Linked DNA regions of Sus scrofa: all the other regions are linked to region 3. Evidence: chromatin contacts called from public promoter capture Hi-C data. All regions are on one chromosome and are shown on one strand. Each heading gives the region's core, a stretch centred on a gene start, on an enhancer-like site or on the middle of the called end of the contact. The rest is flanking DNA. Distances are from core to core; before and after follow the strand shown.

Region 1 (4,475 bases), core at 665-3,164, 730 kb before region 3:
ACATATATATTTCAAATGAGTAATCTGTCACAACATCACCCGACTTTCAGAGAGACTTTTCCGGTATATGCAAACCTCCCATGTATGCAGGTGTTTGGGGGGAGGTTATGCAAGACACAACATAACTTACAAATAACATTTCTAAAAGTGGTAATGGGGAGTTCCCATCCTGGCTCAGTGGTTAAGAATCCCACTAGGAACCATGAGGTTGTGGGTTTGGTCCCTGCCCTTGCTCAGTGGGTTAACGATCCGGCGTTGCAGTGAGCTGTGGTGTAGGTTGCAGACGCGGCTCGGATCCCACGTTGCTGTGGCTCTGGCATAGGCCGGTGGCTACAGCTCCGATTCGACCCCTAGCCTGGGAACCTCCATATGCCTTGGAAGCGGCCCAAGAAATAGCAAAAAGACCAAAAAAAAAAAAAAAAAAAAAAAGTTAAAAGTGGTAATGTGTCTGGTGTTTTAATTCTCAAGTACACAAAGAAACATATTATCATTCCCTTTTAAGAATAAGGAAAAGAAGTCCAAAACCAAAGACTGAATATTGAAAAGCAAGCCAGTTCTGGTACTTAAGCTGGGAATCTTTACATTATTTCTCATTCTAGAATATTTTGATTGCATCTACGTTATACTGTTTATAACACCGTAGTGTAAGTTCTGCTTTTATGTCCAGCTCCACAGCAGGATTATACATCTATTTTTGTATTCAGCAGCCAGTTTACAACTGACACATAAAAGGAGCTCAATAAAGGCTGAACGAACTCAGAAGATCCAGATCCAAGTGTCTGTGACTCCTCAAACCATCAGCCTTGTAATGCTAATACTGTCACACAATCTCAGAGTCGGATCAAAAATTGAGGGGACAATGCGCTCCACGCCCTGCTTCACTAACGTTCAGGAAGATGGACGGTGACGGAGAAGCTCGCCGCAAATGACAAGTTTCCTACTAGCGTACCTGTACCCGGAGGCGTGACGTAAGTGCGCCGAGGGTTCGCCAGCACGGTGCCATCCCGCACCACTCCCACGCCAATCTTGTTGGCGCTGCCTTCAAAACCCAACACCGCCGGCATGGCCGAGCCTGGGAGGAAACGCCGGCAGGGCCCCTAGCTACTACTGGAGCCGTAGAGCCTTCACCAATCCGCGCTGGAATGCAGAAGCCAGGTCTCAAAGGAAGAAAACGAGTTCGCGGCTACCAACCGCGCACCAGGACACCAAACAAGTCCCGCGTTTAGCGCGCGGGCCCTCCCCTCGCATCAAGGTCCCCTCGAGGGCCTGTTCTCTTAATTGCCAGGGACCTTGAGCCGGCATCTGCTCGTTAAATTCCTTTCTGCTTCTCTGCCTCTCTCCCATGGTCCAACCCAGCCTTCTCCACTGATTTTGTTCCCTCCTGCACAGCTTTGGGATCTCCGGTCGGGGCGGCAGTAGGAGTCAAGAATCTGGCACATCGATAAACAGCCCGAGAACGGAGAGCTGGGGCCCTCAGTGCCCTGGAGACACAGAGAACTGAGGCAAGGCTGAGCTTTCGGCCACGTGGCACTAACAGACCAATCATCCGCCTTCCTTCGCCTCCAGACACGCATCTCAGATCACGTGACCACACCAGTTACCACGTGGGGACACAGCGTGTTCCATTCTTTGTGCTGGGGTGAGGAGGAGCTTGACTAGACTCAAGCAGGTCAGTTACAGAGGTGCTCTTCTTTTACCCATCATAGGGGCTTCTCTGGACGTCTGATCGGCAAGCCTGAGTCAGGATTTTTAATTAAGTCCCTGGATTGTCCTGAGGCCCAATATCGTGAGGAGGGTACAAGGCAGTATGAAATGATCTAGTCTTGAGGGTGAGGGTCCGAAAGGCGGACAGTGCATGGAGGCGGGGAAAGAATTCGGAGATAACGTGGTTTGAAGGGCGGGACCTGGTGCGGGGGCGCTCTAGAGAGGAGTCTTTCCCCAGCCCTAGCAGGTTTCACGACTTTTTTGCGTCTGTAGGCAACGCGGTAGAAACACTGCTTCGGTGGGCGACGTGGAACTGCTACAGAAGGGCGTTTATTACAGTGATGCCGAAACGTGGGAAAAAAGCCGCGGTGGCAGAAGATGGGGATGAGCCCAAGTCTGGTAAGAGAGTGAAATGGGCCCCCTCTCCGTTTAAGCGGCGGTGGAGATCTCCGTAATTCCCTTGATGAGCGGGAAGTACAGACCATTTGATTCATTTTTGCAGTTTGTGAAGAAGTCGCGGCAACTGCAGGTTCTCAGTAACTGTATATTTAGCTCCGGATCAAAGTTAAAATACCGCCAACGTTTATCTTATTTTATAGAGCCAGAAGCCAAGAAGAGTAAGGCGGGAGCAAAGAAAACCGAAAAAGAGGCAGCAGGTGATGGGGCAGTCCTGTATGAGGACCCCCCAGATCAGAAAACCTCACCCAGTGGCAAATCAGCCACACTCAAAATCTGCTCCTGGAATGTGGATGGGCTTCGAGCTTGGATTAAGAAAAAAGGTTTAGATGTAAGTGGAATGAAGGGAAGGGTAGAAACCGATCTTGGGGTTTAATTACCTTCTCCTATTTCTGTCCCCAGCACTTAGGTTTAATTCTGTCGGTAGTTTTCTTATGGGAGAGGTACAAGGTTTTCACCAAGTCATACCACTTGTATTTCTTAAATGTCATTAGGACAGTTCTACTGTCATTGTCTTGTTTAATGTCATCTCTTCCATAACTAAGGCTTAGAAAACCTCAGCTAGCTCTCCAGTGCCTATAAGGGAAAACAAACTTTTCAGTGTTGTATGTAACACTTTCTTGCCTCCCTGCCACTTATGCAGTTAATAACTGTTTAAATATTGTGACTTAAATTCCTTATGCAGAGACTGTGTCTTACCTGTGTACCTCTAGTACTTAGCATAGATTCTTTAGTAAATCTTCTGAATTGATAATACCTTTCATTTTGCTCACAGTGGGTAAAGGAAGAAGCCCCAGATATCCTGTGCCTCCAAGAGACCAAATGTTCAGAGAACAAACTGCCAGCTGAACTTCAAGAGCTGTCTGGACTACCCCATCAGTACTGGTCAGCTCCTTCTGACAAGGAAGGGTACAGTGGTGTGGGCCTGCTCTCCCGCCAGTGCCCACTCAAAGTCTCCTATGGCATTGGTGAGACCTTGTTGATTTCTAAACCCCAAGCTCTTCTAAACCAATTGCTTGTATCCTGTTCCAGCCCCAGTTCTTCATTCCTTTGTTCTCTGCTGTGCCTTTTCTTAAGCTCCTTTTTTGCTAATTGTTTTATCATCTCTGTAGGTGAGGAGGAACATGATCAGGAAGGCCGAGTGATTGTGGCTGAATTTGATGCATTTGTGCTGGTGACAGCCTATGTACCCAATGCAGGCCGAGGTCTGGTACGCCTGGAGTACCGCCAGCGCTGGGATGAAGCCTTTCGCAAATTCCTGAAGGGTCTGGCCTCCCACAAGCCCCTTGTGCTCTGTGGGGACCTTAATGTGGCTCATGAAGAAATTGACCTTCGCAACCCAAAGGGAAACAAAAAGAATGCTGGCTTCACTCCACAGGAACGTCAAGGCTTTGGGGAATTGCTGCAGGCTGTGCCACTGGCTGACAGTTTCCGGCACCTCTACCCCAACACGGCGTATGCCTACACCTTTTGGACCTACATGATGAATGCGCGATCTAAAAATGTTGGATGGCGGCTTGATTATTTTTTGTTGTCTCACTCTCTGTTGCCTGCATTGTGTGACAGCAAGATCCGTTCCAAGGCTCTGGGTAGTGACCACTGTCCCATTACTCTATACCTAGCACTGTGACCTTTCCCCAAATCAGTTTGAGCCTGGGATATAAGCCAATCAAACTAGCTTTAAACTTCTTACGCCCAAACTTCTTAAAAACTGCTCTCTAGAGAAATCTGCACTGTATTTTCCTTCTCAACTGCAGCTTTTAACCAGGCTTCTAGTAACAGATGTAGGTTTCCTTTAAACCCAAGGATTTTTGTGTGTGTTGGGATGTCTTTTTTTTTTTTAATATTAAAAACTACTGATGAGTTCCTTTGAAATGCCCATGTGAAAATAAAAAGCCATAGTTTCAGCATTGCTGTCTTTGTATTCTACCCCTTTGTGGGGCTACAAATTCCCTTCATGTTTTCATACACACAGATTTAACAACTGGAAAAAGACAGTCATGACCTTATTTATTTACAAGCACAGGATGAGTCCCTAACCTCTCCCATGACAGAGCAACCCTACCCAGCCCAGTTAAATACTTCAACTGGGGGGTAAGGCTGAAAGGAGGAATTATGGGAAATTCAGGACCAGGGGACCATACCCCACATTAAATAGTTATATACATCAGTTCCTGTGGTTCTGTACAGAGCAGCGGCTGACCCCACCCCCACAGGACACAGAATGGGGGGAGAGGAGACTGAGGGTGCTGAGACCAGAGCCAGCCCCTGGTGAAGTGCAATAGCAGCAGCAAGGTCCTAATGGTGCACACAAG
Region 2 (4,519 bases), core at 982-3,481, 830 kb before region 3:
GAGTTTATTCAGTCAACACCATTATTTCAAAAATATGTCCAGCACACATTTTGTTAAGTAAACATGGCAGACTTGCCCCTTCTGCCCTTGAGAATATGAAGAACACGTGGTTTCCGGTTCATGCTGCCATTCCTTCACATTAAATGTGTTCAGGAGTTCCTCTCATGGCTCAGCGATAAGGAACTCTACTAGCATCCATGAGGTTCGATCCCTGGCCTCCATCATTGGGTTAAGGATCCGGCATTGCCATGGGCTGTGGTGTGGGTCACAGACATATCTCAGATCCCATGTTGCTGTGGGTGTGGTGTAGGCGGAGGTTACAGCTCCAGTTCTACACCTAGCCTGGGAACCTCCATATGCCTCTGGTGTAGCCCTAAAAAGATCCCCTCCCCACAAAACGGGTTCATAGGAAAATAAACCATCCCTTACCTAACTGAAGTGGGCAAAGATATATATATTCACATAAAAGCCATCAGCATGGTTTTACTTTTAATAGAAAACCCTTTATTGATCAATCAAGATATTTAGGGTGTTGGTTTCTAGCCATCACTATGTCCACAAAATAACAGCAAGTACAGTATATTGAGAGTCCTTATGAAAAATAACATATCAAAAACCCCACTGAAATGTCACATGTGACAAATGACTTATGCATCACTAGGTTTTTCATTTTGCAGGAAATAACAAGACTGTAAACCACCTAAATGTCCAACAATAAAGGTTAAGTAAACTATAGCATGTGCATACAGATTGTTATGTAACCATTTTAAAGAATGTGGACACTCTATATTTACTCATTTGAAAATCTAAGTGGGAAAAATAAGATACATGGTAGAGTAGGCATAGAAGAGAGGAGGGGTAAATACACATATTTGCTTATAGATGCATAAAATATCAGGAAAAATACACAAGAAATTGTTAACACTTATTGGAGAGAGGAATCAGGCTTAAGAAACTTCATTATACAAAGTCTATAACCCCTTTTGAACTTTGAATAATGTTAATATATTACTATTCAATAACATTAATTTTAACAGTAAAACTTGATAATTATTGTAAGGATTATGAAGGGTCTACTACTGGCTATTCCCATTTTCCATGCATTATTTTGTCTTTCTCACACTTTTACCTATAAGGACCACAATATATTATATTCAAACTAGTGTATATCATCACTCAATGTCACTAAAACTTTTTACGAGGAAAATAATATCCAGAATAAAATCATTGCTTACTTCTAGAAAGTATTTAACATTTATTATATATCGACTAGTGCCTGGACTTCATACTTTAATCTTCAAAAGCTGAGCCTCAGAATGGTTCACTGACTCACCCAAGGTCACTGGAGGAGAAACCAGTGGCGTTGTAATTTGATTTAGGCCTGAACTAAGCTAAGGCCCCTCCTCTTTCTAAATATATCTTAAGCTTTTTAAGGCACCATCACCACAATGCTAACTTTAAAACTGGGATCTCCTCTTAGAGCTCATTAAAATCATCTCACTTGCGAGTCTGCAACCTAGTCCCACTAAGAAAGTCAAACTACTCTGAGCAAAGATCACGACAAAGACAACCATTGCAGCCCCCACAAACCCAGTAAGTACCTGGGCCCTGCAGATGCAGAATTAAAACTCCTCCTCCCAAGAGATACGCACTCACTCAGGGAGACAGAAGTCAAAACAGCATTGAGACATTGCTTTGAGAAATATCTGTGGCATTCTCCTTACTTGCTACAAGTAATAAATCTGTCCTTTTCCAAAAAAAAAACAAAAACAAAAAACCAAGAATCCACTGGCATAGAGATAATAAGTGTCTTTTCTCCCAAGCAAAATGAATCCAGGTGTTTTCCAGGAGCACTCTGTAAATGAAGCAGAGTCTACAGTTTTTAGGTCACTCTGTCTCGGAGAAGGCAGGCAGACCCAGAACTGCAGAGACCCACGTGGAAACAACCAGGAAGATCATTTTATTGCTTTCCCCCAATCTCCACACGGCCAAAATTAATCACCCTGTAACTTACACTCTGATGCAGACTTAAAGGCCCGCCGACAGGATACAACAGCTCAAGTCAAAGAAAAATTCAAACAATTAGGGAGCAAAATTACGTGCACACTCACCAGCCCACCACCAAAATGGAGAGAAAGTAGAGAGACAGGAAGTGACATTGGGAAATGGCCTTTGAGCCCGATTGGCTGATGATGATTCCCTCCTCATTTACCTTAAATGGTGCTGAAATGATGTAATCCCCTCCTTCTCCAGGTCTCTTTAAGGACGGGTGATGCCACTTGCACTGTTTTTAGGTTGAACTTTTTAAACCGAGTTTCCTTTTGAGTTAATACACTTAGCACAAGCAAAGACAGGCTAATCCAAGCTATTTACATATATTCTTGTTTAGATGGACTTACTGCAAACAATTTTCATTCCTTTAGGATAATTACCTATCCTTTATGACCTCGACATGGTTCATTTATGTAAGGTTCATTTATGTGAGGTATCATCATAAACAGTCTAGATCTACTCAAGTTAGAATTTATCATCAGGGTAATAGTCAAGTTAACAGGCTTAGTAAGAAAGATACTGCAAGAAAAAAAAAATGTTCCCGTCGTGGCGCAGTGGTTAACGAATCCAACTAGGAGCCATGAGGTGGCGGTTTTGATCCCTACCCTTGCTCAGTGGGTTAACGATCCGGAGTTGCCCTGAGCTGTGGTGTAGGTCGCAGACATGGCTCGGATCCTGCGTTGCTGTGGCTCTGGCGTAGGCCGGCGGCTACAGCTCCAATTAGACCCCTAGTATGTCATCTGCAATCTAAAGAGAGAGGCCTTAGGAGAAACCAGTACTGCCAACACCTTAATCTTGGACTTCCAACCCCCGGAATTTTGAGAAAACAAACTTCTATTGTTTGAGTAACCTAGTCTGTAGTTCTTAGTTATGGCAGCCTTAGCAAACTAATACACTGTGCGATCTAGAATAAATTATTGAAATTTTCTAAAGTTCAATTTCCTGAACTACAAAATGGAGATAAGGATAATACGTACCCTGTAGGGTTGCTGTGAGAATTAAATAATAAATGTAAAGCTTACTGCATAGTAAACACTAAATAATTTCTAGTTATTATCAATATAAAGATTAAATGAGGTTGTGCATGTACAGCACTTAGTTCAGTGTCTAGTACACAAAGAAAGCTCTAGTAAATATTAGATATTTTTAATAAATTTCCATTTTTATACATCTTCCTATTTCCAAAGTAATGCCTTTTAGGCCCGTCTAGCTTATTTGTGCCATAATTAAGTCAGATGCAACAAGCTTTGATTTATCTTCAGAAACAGATCAACCAATCCAATACAGCAAACATTTTGTTGAGCAAGTACTTACATTTTGTCAGATTTATTCCCAAGTACTTGATATGCTTTTATGTTATTTTAAATTGTATCTTTTCTAAAAAATCTTTTTCTATTTCTTTGAAGCTCTTTTTAAAAGATAAAATTTATTCTTACGTGTTATTTTTCTATTAGCCTTGCTAAGCTTCCTTTTTGAGTTAAAAAAATTATCTCCCAGTATCTTCCGATTTTTTTTAATATTTGTAATCAAACAGCATGCAAGTAGTGAAAAAATTTCTTCATTTATGTTGATGAACAAAATTTCTTAATTTAATTTTTTTTGGCTTTTTAGGGACACACTCGTGGCATATGAAAGTTCCCAGGCCAAATCAGGCCACAGCAACACAGGATCCAAGCCACGTCTGTCACCTATACCACAGCTCAGGGTAATATCGGATCCCTGACCCACTGAACAAGGCCAGGGATTGAACCTATGTCGTCATGGATCCTAGTCCGGTTCGTTACTGCTGGGCCACAATGGGAATTCCCAAAATTTCTCTATTTTAATATAATCAAATTTATCAATATTTCCCTTATACTATATATCTTTGAGAACCCCCCCCATTCCTTACCTCAAGATATTCCTTGCCTCAAAAGATATTTCTGTGTATTTCAAGTTCGTTTATTGAAGATCAGTGCTCACACACAGGATGCGCTTAAATCATGCATTTCTTTAAAAGAAGGTCGGAGGGAGAGTAGTCTGAATTGGGTTATGAGGCCCCCTGACGGGGTACCTCACCTCAGCCATTGAACTCACTTCGCTGGCCGTGAGTCTGTTCCAAGCTCCGGCTCAGGAGGCATCCGCCAGGCCCCTCCTCAAGGCGGGGTCTCATGGCATCTCCTGCCCAGTCTGCCCTCGCGCGGAGACCCGTTCTCTGGGAACTCACCTCCCTGAGATTCAGGGAGGGCCCTGTTAGGGCCGCTCTTGGCCCTAGTCTCAGACCTTCCCAAGGGACATGGGGTAGAGTGACTGAATGCACTCAGCGCGTAGCCCCACCGATGAGCTTCTCTCCGCCCTACGTAGGAAAACTGCTTCTGTGAGCACTTATAAAACTCCCATAAGTAGAGAGATTTCATAGTTATGGTGATTTCCCATAAGACATTGCGACATGCAAATATTGTGGCGCGTTCGTCCCCGTCCGGTGCAG
Region 3 (4,823 bases), core at 574-3,073:
TCAGCAGATTTCTATTTCTATCATTTTCTATCCGTGTCTAAATCAATTTTGTCAATTTGGGAAACGACACACTCAAAAGGCCAAATGCACAGGACAGATCAAATATGGGAAAGGCAAGAACGCTGCGAGTCCCCAAGCATTGCTCCATCATCTCTTATCCCAATCCATTACTCCTTTGCTACTTCAGTTTTAAACCTCCCCCCATGCCTACCTCTCCCATACACAGTTACCCTCTCTTTGGCCAATGTCCTTCATCTTGCCTTGAAGACCCACCAGCATACCATTCTTGTGACTGGTCTTCCTAAATGGAAAATGTTGTTTTTCCTTTCTATAGCTCTTCTTTTCTTTTAAGGGGTGGGATAATCCAAAATACTTGGAATGAGAAGCTTCCCACATTTTGGCCCTAAGAGGTTGACCACAGTTTGTTCTGAAATTTATTTGGTGACTAATACAAAAGAAATTCCTAAGCAGAAGACATTACCTAATTAACTAACATTATTCAAATCACAAACTCACCTTCTAGTACCCCACACCAGATAGGACCTCATCAGATGTTACAGATACCCTTGTCAGAGAATCCCCAATTGAACAAGATGAAGAGGTTTAGAACAAGATGAAGAGTAAACAGTCTGTGGATGCTAGTGTGATGGTAGGATGCAGCAGACACAGACAATGCAGAAAATGCAGGACCTTTGGTGTTTGGGGCGTTCCACCATGTCTATTCTTTAAGAGAAAAAGACACGGAGTGCCATGTCTTCGACTTCTGGCTCACTATGCTCAGTCACTGAGCGTAAAGAGTCAAAAGAGATTGGTCCACTAAATATCAACACACCACTATTCACCTCGTCCTTAAAGGCCTTAATCATTTCGGGACTGCTCCTTAAAAGGTAGGAACTGCTACATGTGCACAGCTGCTGCAATGGCAGGGAAATTTCCTGCGACAGAGGAGACGGAAAATAAAAAATTGCATTCACTCCGAGGCAGGGGGAGGTATCTCCTGCTAGTGAAGAGTTTACATAATGCAACAGAAAAACCACTGAGCTCTGCAGACCTGTCAATGGAGATGCAAGGCTTGAGTTCCTCTCTCTTCCCCATCTCTAAACACTGTCCAAGAGCCTGCTCTGATCTCCCAAAGATCCACAGAAATTACATCTAATAACGTAAACCAATCTGCCCACGTTCACCCCATGCTTTCCTATCCACCTTTATTACTAAAAGGCAAAAAACAAGCAGAAAAAAAAAAAAAAAGGAAAAAACCCTAACCTCCCACTTCTGAGCCCAAAGTATGGAGTAACCAAAAGGAGCCGGGGAGTTTTCCCTCCACGGAAGGAGCAAGGAGAACAAGGAGCTGTCTCAAATCTACACGAAGCTCAATAATGCAATGACAAGCCTTGAAAACTCCACAGGGCTCAGAGCAGCCGGGTTCGCGGCTCGGCCCGGCTCGGGCCCCGGGCCTGGCAGCCGCCCTCTCCCCCAGCCTCTCACAAAGGAGAATGGTTCAGTCCAGAGCATCACCCAGCACCTGATTCCTCACAACTGGGGGACGGGCAGGGGGCGGGGGGAGCGAGGAGGAGGATGAGTTATGGAAACCAATTCTAAGAGCCTCAGCGTTTGCAAAGACTCTTGGACCAGCACTAAGCGGCGGGCGTGAGCGGAAAGCCTACCTGAACAAGTCCTGGTACCTCCTTTCCAGCCAGCGTTTCAACTCACCCTTTCTGAGAACAAGGCGCCTTCCGGCGGAGCATGGTCAGCCCTCGCTTCAATCTAGCTTGCTAGTAGTCCATTCTCCCTTGGGCCCGCCCACCTACGCTCCCATCCACCAATGGCAGGGCCGACGGCCGGCCTCCTCCAGCAGGGTAGAGTGAGTGCCATCCAGGAAGTCTCTTGGGGTGGGAGGTCCTAAAAGGCTGAGGCAACCGCAGATATGCCTGATTGAAAATAAAATCTGGCGGTAGCTTGCTTCTGACGGGTCAGTTCTGTGGCGTTGAGATCTCTCGGCTTCTTTTCTTGACCCCCGGCGTTGGGGGCGCTCTAAACTAAAATAACATTTAGTTACCTGGCTCTAGGAAGCCATCTTGGATCCGGCTGGTGCTTTGGGGCCGGGAGGAAGAAGGCGTGCTTAAGGAATTTGAAGTCTCTGTTCTAATAGTTCTATCGGACTATTTAGATACAACCCCAATGTACACTCCTTTGTATAATCGGAGTACCCCTTAGTCACGATGGGGAGAAAGCCTGGAATAATGCTGAATGTGCCCGGAAGCAACCCCCACCCCCCCACCCCCGTCATACAAGTGAAAGATCCTAACCAAATCTAGCCACCTTAACCAAATCAAAGAAGCAAAAATGAATTCTTGGAATGAGTGGATTTTCCGAGTTCCTGGGATAATCCTTTAGAGACACCTTACTCCTCAGTATATCCACTTAAGACCAACATAGGTGATGCATCTATTCTAGATGCTTCTAATCCTTATGTTTCTCTTGCAAGTTGTCCAGTGCTCTGACTTTGTCAGTACAGAGTACCGCTAGTCCATGGAAGATGTACAGAATTTAGGGAAGAATTTTAACTTTTTAAAAAAAAACTCAGTTCATCAATACACACAAACTACCCATGAATATAGACAGAGCAAATGATAGAAGTCTTAGAGGTGAAATTATATGCAAGAGGAGGCGTGTTAGGAGTTAGCCTTAGAAACATTGGCTTCAGAAAGTAATTTCCTAAAAACTGCGTTTAAATTGAAAAGGAAATAATTTTATTGTAGGTGAAATTCTCTTGCCTTCAATAAGATTCTCCTGTGTTTTCTAGTCTAAATCTCTACTGGTATTGCAACTAGCTACAAGAACTTTTTGTTTTGTTTTGTTTTTGTCCTTTCTTTTTTTAGGGCCACATCCGCAGCATATGGAGGCTCCCCAGGCTAGGGGTGGAATTGGAGCTGTTGCCACTGTCCTACTCCACAGCCACAGCAATGTGGGATTTAAGCAGCCTCTGTGACATACACCACAGTTCATAGCAAGGTGGGATCCTAACCCACCCTGGGGGGCTGGGGATTTTACCTGCATTCTCATGGATGCTAGTCAGACTCGTTACCCCTAACCAGACAGGAATTCCAGCTTTTCTTTTTTGAATTCTCGAAGGGAGTCTTTCCAAATTACTAAAGGAATTTCTCAAGGAGTAACATTTGCATGGTCACACGTGGCAGAAGCTCAGACACCTTAGGAGACATCTGTGTCAGTATTTTATCACCAAGGTGATTGACATTTGGCCAAATACATTTCTCTGTGTAACAGCAAAATCTGTTGGCCAAATTGTTCCTCGGCTGCTGCTATTCTTTTATCAAATTTGATGTCAGTATTAGAACTTACCAGAACAATGTGTTTGTCTGTAAATGCATATACAGATGTGACCTTAATTACTAAGTTTCTGGAGTGAGAACTTACCCTTCTGCTTACAAAGGGTACAAAATAAAACTAGCAAAGGAACCAATTAATAGGCATTATAGAAAGAGGGAAGGGGATGACTGCTCTCTGCAATGATCTATAAATAGTAATGCTTTAGACTGCTATATATGGTATGATTTCCAATGGCTCTGGTCTTCAAAAACCAAACACCCATATTACCGTATAACTACCATTCTTCACATGAGGGTGAGAGATCCACTTTCTATAATTCTTCACGACTGTTTAATTCATGCTTCTCATGCCTCCCTTAAAATTGGTAAAATAGTTGAGTATAGGAGGTTATTAGTGCTTTGCATGATACAACTGGATGTCAGATTCAGATCAAAAAGATATACTCTAGGAGTTCCCATTGTGGCTCAGTGGTTAATGAATCTGACCAGGAACCATTAGGTTGCGGGTTCCATCCCTAGCCTTGCTCAGTGGGTTAACAATCTGGCCTTGCCATGAGCTGTGGTGTAGGTTGCAGACTTGGCTCCGATCCTGCGTTGCTGGCTTTGGTGTAGCCCGGCAGCTACAGCTCTGACTTGACCCCTAGTCTGGGAACCTCCATATGCCGTGGGTGCAGCCCTAGACAAGTAAAACAAAAACAAAAACAAACAAAAAAACAAAAAAAAAGATATACTCCAAAATATCAAATTGGTATCCTTTAATGACTCTGAAAGCAACAGCTCTAGATAGGATGTTATCTCTGATCATTGCACTGATACATCCCAGTGACCAAAGATCTTTTTGTTGGTAAAGAAAAACTATACAGAAACTATAAAGTTATATTTACTTTAGTTTTGTTGTCAGTGTGAGGGAACAGGCCAAACTCAACAGCCTCAATCCTTTTTGGAATGAGGTAAGACTTTTCAAAAACAAAACCACAATCAGAGCAATAATCCAAATGCCTTCCAGCTTCCTGTGGTGCAGTGTTAACAATTACTACTACTGCTAGGGGCATTCATTTAATACTACAGTATAAAATAATGTAACTTAAGGAGGCCTCTTCCAATATCTTTGATACAATTCCCTAGAAGGAGAGTATCTACTTATGCTTGGGATACAATCAGAAATGACACATGATATATGAGCAGCTTGGATACATGCATATATTTAATAACAATGAAACAATTAATCAACACCTCCCCCCCCAAAAAAAAGAGAGAGAGAAATTCACAAGACCTTAGTGCTGTAGAAGAGAATGGGGCATCAAGGCAAAATGATACAGCAACTGACCCAGAGGGCTGCATGATGAATAAAGCAAAGGCAAAGTTGACTAGTATTATATGCTCTTGAAAGGGAAAATGGCTAGAGAAGTACCCACTTATTTGACTGCTTGGTAGCTGGCAACCTTGTTGTATGCTGCGTGAAATGGAGGCAAAGAG

Evidence for each region. Promoter capture Hi-C pulls out the DNA fragments that hold promoters and counts their contacts.
Region 1: a contact with region 3 is called in a promoter capture Hi-C map of liver, with 7 times the contacts expected there. The contact joins the promoter of APEX1 here to the promoter of CHD8 in region 3. A contact is called at or near these places in 1 of 5 promoter capture datasets (liver) and 1 of 2 datasets of contacts at active chromatin or transcription factors (skeletal muscle).
Region 2: a contact with region 3 is called in a promoter capture Hi-C map of liver, with 7 times the contacts expected there. The contact joins the promoter of CCNB1IP1 here to the promoter of CHD8 in region 3. A contact is called at or near these places in 1 of 5 promoter capture datasets (liver) and 1 of 2 datasets of contacts at active chromatin or transcription factors (skeletal muscle).

The regions. Positions count from the first base shown.
Region 1 is chr7:78,451,440-78,455,914 of Sscrofa11.1, reverse strand. APEX1 (apurinic/apyrimidinic endodeoxyribonuclease 1) reads left to right here and starts at 1,914. Exons shown (of 4, transcript NM_001139471.1): 1 at 1,914-2,103; 2 at 2,304-2,491; 3 at 2,936-3,128; 4 at 3,273-4,066. The coding sequence starts at 2,046. The coding sequence ends at 3,790. OSGEP (probable tRNA N6-adenosine threonylcarbamoyltransferase) reads right to left here and starts at 1,248. Exons shown (of 10, transcript XM_013989066.2): 1 at 950-1,248. The coding sequence starts at 1,064. TMEM55B (type 1 phosphatidylinositol 4,5-bisphosphate 4-phosphatase) reads right to left here. Exons shown (of 7, transcript XM_003356721.5): 7 at 4,154-4,475.
Region 2 is chr7:78,551,392-78,555,910 of Sscrofa11.1, reverse strand. CCNB1IP1 (a long non-coding RNA gene) reads right to left here and starts at 2,231. Exons shown (of 7, transcript XR_002345959.1): 1 at 2,112-2,231. PARP2 (poly [ADP-ribose] polymerase 2) reads left to right here and starts at 4,518. Exons shown (of 16, transcript XM_005656314.3): 1 at 4,518-4,519.
Region 3 is chr7:77,716,476-77,721,298 of Sscrofa11.1, reverse strand. It overlaps CHD8 (chromodomain-helicase-DNA-binding protein 8), which reads right to left and starts at 1,823. Exons shown (of 37, transcript XM_021099301.1): 1 at 1,711-1,823. It overlaps RAB2B (ras-related protein Rab-2B), which reads right to left. Exons shown (of 8, transcript XM_013978245.2): 8 at 4,088-4,823.